2 separate regions of the Zea mays genome follow, and region 2 is linked to region 1. Evidence: chromatin contacts called from public Hi-C data. All regions are on one chromosome and are shown on one strand. The core of a region is the stretch at or near the end of the contact, and the rest is flanking DNA. Distances in the headings are between cores, read along the strand shown. Region 1 holds the start of LOC541878 (diphosphonucleotide phosphatase 2). Region 2 overlaps LOC100037794.

Evidence for each region. Hi-C and Micro-C count contacts between places; a contact is called where the count stands out from the background.
Region 2: a Hi-C map of ear shows a contact between it and region 1, with 1.9 times the contacts expected there. The contact joins the enhancer-like site here to the promoter of LOC541878 in region 1. A contact is called at or near these places in 2 of 25 Hi-C or Micro-C datasets (ear and tassel).

Annotation. Positions count from the first base shown.
Region 1 is chr3:205,302,740-205,305,825 of Zm-B73-REFERENCE-NAM-5.0, forward strand. It overlaps LOC541878 (diphosphonucleotide phosphatase 2), which reads right to left and starts at 1,580. Exons shown (of 15, transcript NM_001358408.1): 1 at 1,116-1,580; 2 at 990-1,025; 3 at 305-616; 4 at 192-227. The coding sequence starts at 1,442.
Region 2 is chr3:205,521,160-205,524,245 of Zm-B73-REFERENCE-NAM-5.0, forward strand. LOC100037794 reads right to left here. Exons shown (of 14, transcript NM_001374296.1): 11 at 2,766-2,963; 12 at 2,525-2,653; 13 at 2,278-2,356; 14 at 1,363-1,846. The coding sequence ends at 1,737. Among protein-coding and RNA genes, the nearest start is that of LOC118476743, 9.7 kb to the right of the region's middle. Within about 2 kb of position 1,457, at least 5 of the 20 cell types and tissues checked have an H3K27ac peak or open chromatin away from gene starts, as enhancers often do. A contact at or near this core is called in ear, where this site is marked.

The DNA.
Region 1 (3,086 bases), core at 330-2,829:
ACATCGTTTTACAGCTCCAAGGTTTAGGATTGAGGAAAGAATCCTTCATATTCCTTTTGTGTACTAAAACAAAAGGCCACAATTTTCCATATTTACAAAAACTAAAAACTAGTGAGCACACCTGCACCACATACTTCATAATAAGAGTGACATGTGATTTAAAGCTAGTTGTATAAGTGACAGACTGTTACCTCCACCAATTTGTGCAACTTGTCACGGTCATGATCCTGCATGCAACTCAAATCTACAAAGTATCCATAAGGAAAACAAATCACAAAAGCTTTGCGAAATAAAAGGCACATACCTCAATTGAATCAAACCCCTTCAGATTTGACATTGGAAATAATGGGTATGATGATGTAGGGAAGCACACAACATGGTACCACTTAGTATTTTCGTAGCCACGGGGATCAGGAAAAGAGGCACCAAGGCGGAGGGCACCTTTGGCAATATTCTCACTGCAGCCCTTGCAGGTAGAGCGACCAGACTTCGCATACTCAACAGAGACTGTTACATTATCTGGCACCCCCTCCGCAGGGGAAAACATCTGAATCCTTGCTTTCTTTGGACGTTGTTCCTCCGGAGGGCTGACTGCAGTATTGTCTCTTTTATGATTCTGAAAATGAGTTGTTCTCATTATCATGGAAGTCAGTAAAGATTTTGCCCCAAAAAGGTTGAATTACTTGGTTTTGCTAAATATGGGATCAAGACAAAAAAAACATTGATCATCCAAGTGCTGCTGTTCAAACAAGAGAATCAGTATGGTCCATTCTATTTGATTTATGCACAAGCATATCTGACTATAAGCACATCATTCTACAAGCAGGGGTGCCATAGAGTGGGAAAATATTAGGAATGAATTCTGCACATGGTGTTTCTTTACTCTGCATTATTAACCACAAATTTTATCAAAGTATCCTACATTACCCAAATCTGTAGCAAAAAACTATGTGGCTGAACAACCATTGCAACGAGTAAAGGGCGCATACCTTCTCTAGTTCTCGCAATTCCGCACGATCATGGTCCTGCAAATCCCAAAGCCCCACGTATTAATCCCCAAAACAACACAGAATGAGATAGCGAACGGCACCAAACTAACCACCCAATGAGAGAACCTTAATGGAGTCGAACCCCTTGATACTCCCGATGGGGCCGAGCGGGTACGACGAGGAGGGTAAGCAGGAGACGTGGTACCACTTGGTGGCGCCGAAGCCACGGGGGTCGCGCGCAGAGGCGCCGAGGCGGAGCGCCCCGGAGGCGATGACCCCGCTGCACCCCTTGCAGATTGAGCGCCCGGACTTGGCATACTCGACGGATATGGTAGCCGCCGCCGGCGGCGTGGTCGACATGGCGAGACGGGTGAAGCGAGCAGCGGAGACCGGAAGAAGGCGGAGGCGGATGGGGTTTCGCGCAATGCGGAGGGAGAAGGGGACGACGACCATACGAGGTGGGGAGCAAGGGGTTTAGGGTGGGGCCATGCCTAGGGTTTTGTGCGGTGGATGCGGGCGGCCGGCTGGGCGGTGCGGGGATCGAGGTGTGGTGGACTGGTGGTGGCCGGTGGGAGCGGAGCGATCGATTTCGTCAATCCGGCGGGAAGAAAGATGAGAATTTTGCAACATGTCACTCCCTTCGACGGGCTTCAGACTATTGGCACGATGATCATCGCAATTGAATATATGGCATTATAATCTTGCCCGTTTTAAAGATTTAGCATCGCGCTGGATTAATGATCATTACCGTTTCTCGTGTGCCCGTCGTGCCCTCGCTCCGTTACTTCCCTAGTCGTCGTCTCCTTCTAGCGTATTTCATTCTCTCTTCCTTCTTTCTCTGGTCGTCGTCTTCCTCCATCGACTCTGTTCGCCGTCTCCGCGCACTGTGGTGCCTGTCTGTCCTGCCATTCACCGGATCTCGCCCTTCCCTGCTGATTTAGTTCCGCGCAGGGCCATTCCCGGATCCTGCGCCCTTCCCTGCTGATTTACTTCCCTGGCTGCTTGCCCTGCCCTTCATCGGATCCTGCGTCGAGGGACATTCCCGTGTCGTGCGGTTCCCGCACCACCGACTCTGGTAAGCTCCTGTATCTTCTTCCACACTAAACTGACTATAGCCGAGCACCCATTTAGCTTATTGTTTGTGCAGTTTACTATGAATAATACTACGAACGATGAGTCAGTTCCCCCATGGACGAAACGACTGCATGCATTGTCAAAGAACAAGAGTGAGCATTGACTTGTATTGGCACACAACCTACAATGGTTAGTGGTTCGAAATTATTGTATGCAATTTAGTAGTTATATATGATATTACAACTATTTTGGTGAATAGGGGAGTGGCCATGGAATGCATGATATCGATTGGGATTCAATAATGGTAGAAGAAACGACCAACGAAGAAGGAAGAAATGATGTTACTAGTGAACAAGGACTATATTTTCAACTTAGACTAGATAATCAAGATGATGGAAGGGAAGATGATTCAAGTGCTTCCCGTTTTGGAAATAGCATTCCATGTGAAGATGAATTGGGAGCAGGCATTCCATGTTCTGATTTAGTGCTTAATGAGACTAGGACCATATATGATATGAACAATCCAGTAATGGAGCCTGGCAGCTTGTATGCAACAATGCACCACTTCAGACTCGCAATTAGACAATACGCCATAAATAAAAAATTTGAGCTTGGAATTGAGGCAACTAATAAGACTAGATTTAGAGGGTATTGTAAAGGGTCTAATTGCCCCTGGAGAATTCATGCTAGACCGGAGATGAAAGGGGCTCCAACAATTCAAGTAAGCCGAGAATATAGTTGTTTTACTTAATATGTACCTTTCTATTCGTGGTTAAATTCTATTTAACACTTTGACTAATTTTTCAGGTGATTGTCTTGAATTACAAACATACTTGTACTTCGAGTGGTAGACGTAAGACGACTACACCTACATGAGCTTGGGTTGCAGCATGTGCGCTTCCATTACTGATGAAGAAGCCTCATATGGGTGCTAAGGAGCTACAAACTACATTGCAGAACACTTTTGGTTGTACCATTGCATATGACACAGTTTGGCACGGGAAAGAGAAAGCTTTAAAGGAA
Region 2 (3,086 bases), core at 207-2,706, 220 kb after region 1:
GTTTGTGAAAAACTTATGAGATTTATGGTCTTTGTGAGATATGTGGTCTCTATGATGTATGTGATGATCTCTGAACATTTATGATGTATATGTGATGATTATGTGATATATCTTTTGTTTGGATGGAATAACAAAAACTAATAAAAATGGGTTTCTGGTCACTTTACCGAGTGTTACACTCGGCAAAGTGTGTCTTTGCCAAGTGCAATGATCATAGCACTCAGCAAAGAGAGCACACCTGAAAACCGATAAAGCCTCTTTACCGAGTGATATGGTCATGTCACTCAACAAAGAAGCTCGCTTTGTCGAGTGCCAGCCAGCGCACTCGACGCTGGCAAAGGGGCTCACTGGTGCTCACTTTGGCGAGGGCCAAACAGGCAGACACTCTGCAAAGAAGCTCATTTTGTCGAGTGCCAGCTTGTGACTCTCAACATAGAGGCTGCCATGGGGCCCATTGGAGCTTCATTTGCCGAGTGTCGTGCCAACAGATACTCGGCAAAGGCTCTATCACCGTCACTTGTCGTTGTCACGGCGACTTTTCTTTACCGAGTACTAGGTGGTAGGTAAAGATTTTGCCCAGTGCCCGACATAATGCAATCGGCAAAGAGGCTATTGCCGATGTATAATTCATCGAGCTCTCTTTGCCAAGAGTCACACTCGACAAAAGAGTTGCTAAGTGTTTTCTTAGTTTTGCAGTTTGTAGTGGTACTTAACAACGATAAGAATAATCCCTAGCAGAACTTTATTTAAATGTATTCAAGTGGGATTTTTTAAAGCGTTATGGTAAAAAAAAAACCAAAATGGTGCAATTGAAATTCAATTTAAATACTTAGTCTGGCAACAGGATATTTTTATTTTTTCATAAAAAATCATCTAGCGCTGATGTAATTAAATTTGGTTTATCTTTTAGCTGTACGTATGATCTAAAATTTAGCCATTAAATTTTAGCTTTTGAAGCTCTAAACAGTTGTCTAAAATATTACTACATTCGTTTTTTTTATTTGTCACGTTTTAGTTCAAAAATGAACTAGTAACAATAAATATCATTCGAGAATGGAGGCACTATTTAAAATTTAGCCCATACAAGTATATTAAAATATTCTAAACATTTGCTTTATTTAATGAAATGACAATTTTATTCTACTTCATCTCCTCCTCGTAGGCTCGTAGCACCGCAGGGTCAAATAAATCGAGGGACCCATAAGTGTGCTAAAATGCTATTCTCCCTTTCACCTCTTTTTTGTTATGCCTTTTCTGTATGCGGTACAAATGAGAAAAAATGCTTCTGTCCTTGCCGCATTGGCCAGCAGCAGAAAGTGCAGGGCATCAGCTGCATGAAAATATACAATTAAATAGCCTTGTGTGTTGTGACTAGTGGTATCCCTCCTGTCCTATACGAATAGCATGCTACCGACAATCCCAACTACTCTTTATCTTCATGTGTGCTCTGTACATTGGTGACCACCTGGGAGGAATCTCTTCACAGTTGAGGGGTCCAATCTGCAGATGGACGTTTGGACATCACATGTATATGTACACAAAAATCCCACTTCTTGGTGGTCTGGTTCATTTAGGAGCAGTTAACAAAGAGTGCAGGCCGTCAGCTGTTAAGCATTTGATGGTAGCTTCTCCACTTTGCTCTCATGTTCGTCCAGAACTCCAGATGAACATACCAAGACAAAAATGCTGTACACACACATAATATATCATTTCTGCGCACCAAGTATTACTGGAATTCAGAAATGTTCCTTGTGGAACTCAAATTTCGTTGTGCTTTTCCCATTGAATTCATGGCACAGTTTGTTTAGTTCTTGTGCAAGAACTGGAGCTCCACAGTAGAATACACCTGCGTGCAACCAGATCATTTTAAAAAAAATAAAAGAAAAAACTATAGGTGGTACATAAATTATTTTCTTTTCTGGAACACACAGGATAACTGTGCCTAATATTGTCATTAATCAATATAGAAATAACTTGATTATAATGCACCCCACACACCGTTGTAAAGTTTGTTCATGGAAACGGAATTCTATACAAACTGAGCTGGTTATTCTCACTGTTTCGCTCAATCATGCAGACCAGAGCTTAATAGCCCGTCCTTTTGTCTATAAATTATTAATGCATCTGCATCTTTATGTAGTAGTGTGTTTTATGAAAGAATAACAACGACGAAGTTTTGATAAAGGACACACAAGCCATTCACAAATATGTGCATGACTCTATAAAAAAACCGAGAAGCTTAACCAGAATATCAGACAATGTAGTATGTAGACTAACCTATCTTAGCAAATGGATGCTTCGAGGCAATTTTAGATAGGACTTTTTTCCAATTTGGTCTTGCAAAGTGTGTCCGGACCTGCATAATCAGCATACGGATGATGATGGGGGTATTAGCTTATACCTTAAAAGGTGATTGTACAGTGTTTTAGTCATTTATGCTAAATAGATGACAGGTACAAAACTCAGCATTCCAACGTAGCTGACTTAACGGAGTGGAGCTGTTAATTGCTCTATCAACACTTACTTTAGTTCCAGAGACAATGTCAACGCCATTCTTTGCATGGTTCAAAGCTTGAAGCATGGTGATGAGCGCTGACCGAGCATCTCCTTCCTCATAAACACTCGTAAGGTAGTTGTGCATCTCAATAATATTCTAGAATGGAGCAAAGGCAACTGTAAGTAAAACCCACTTAAGGGAACATATGAATTCTGACAATTAGAAAATGTAACTCAAACAAAACAAGTGGTCAATTGGTACTATGCACCCTTTGGTCCAGTTCAGCAATTTCATTCATGACTCCCTTGAACCAATCAAAAGAACCTTGCTCACGTGTAACCCAATAGAAGTAAGCGTTTGTGGTCCTTAGAACCCTCTTTGGTCTTGATGTGACCGTCATAAGTGTGCTGAGATCAATGTGCGGCTTGTTCGGACCAACTGGAGGATAAAGATCAGTGGAAGCATCCTACCAACACATGCACACACATAAAACAGAATTGTGGTTAGCAAAATGACAAAACCCAACAGAAAGAATATTTTTCATATGTGATCTGTTATTTCACTAATGGAATTAGGAAGGTCAGATGGT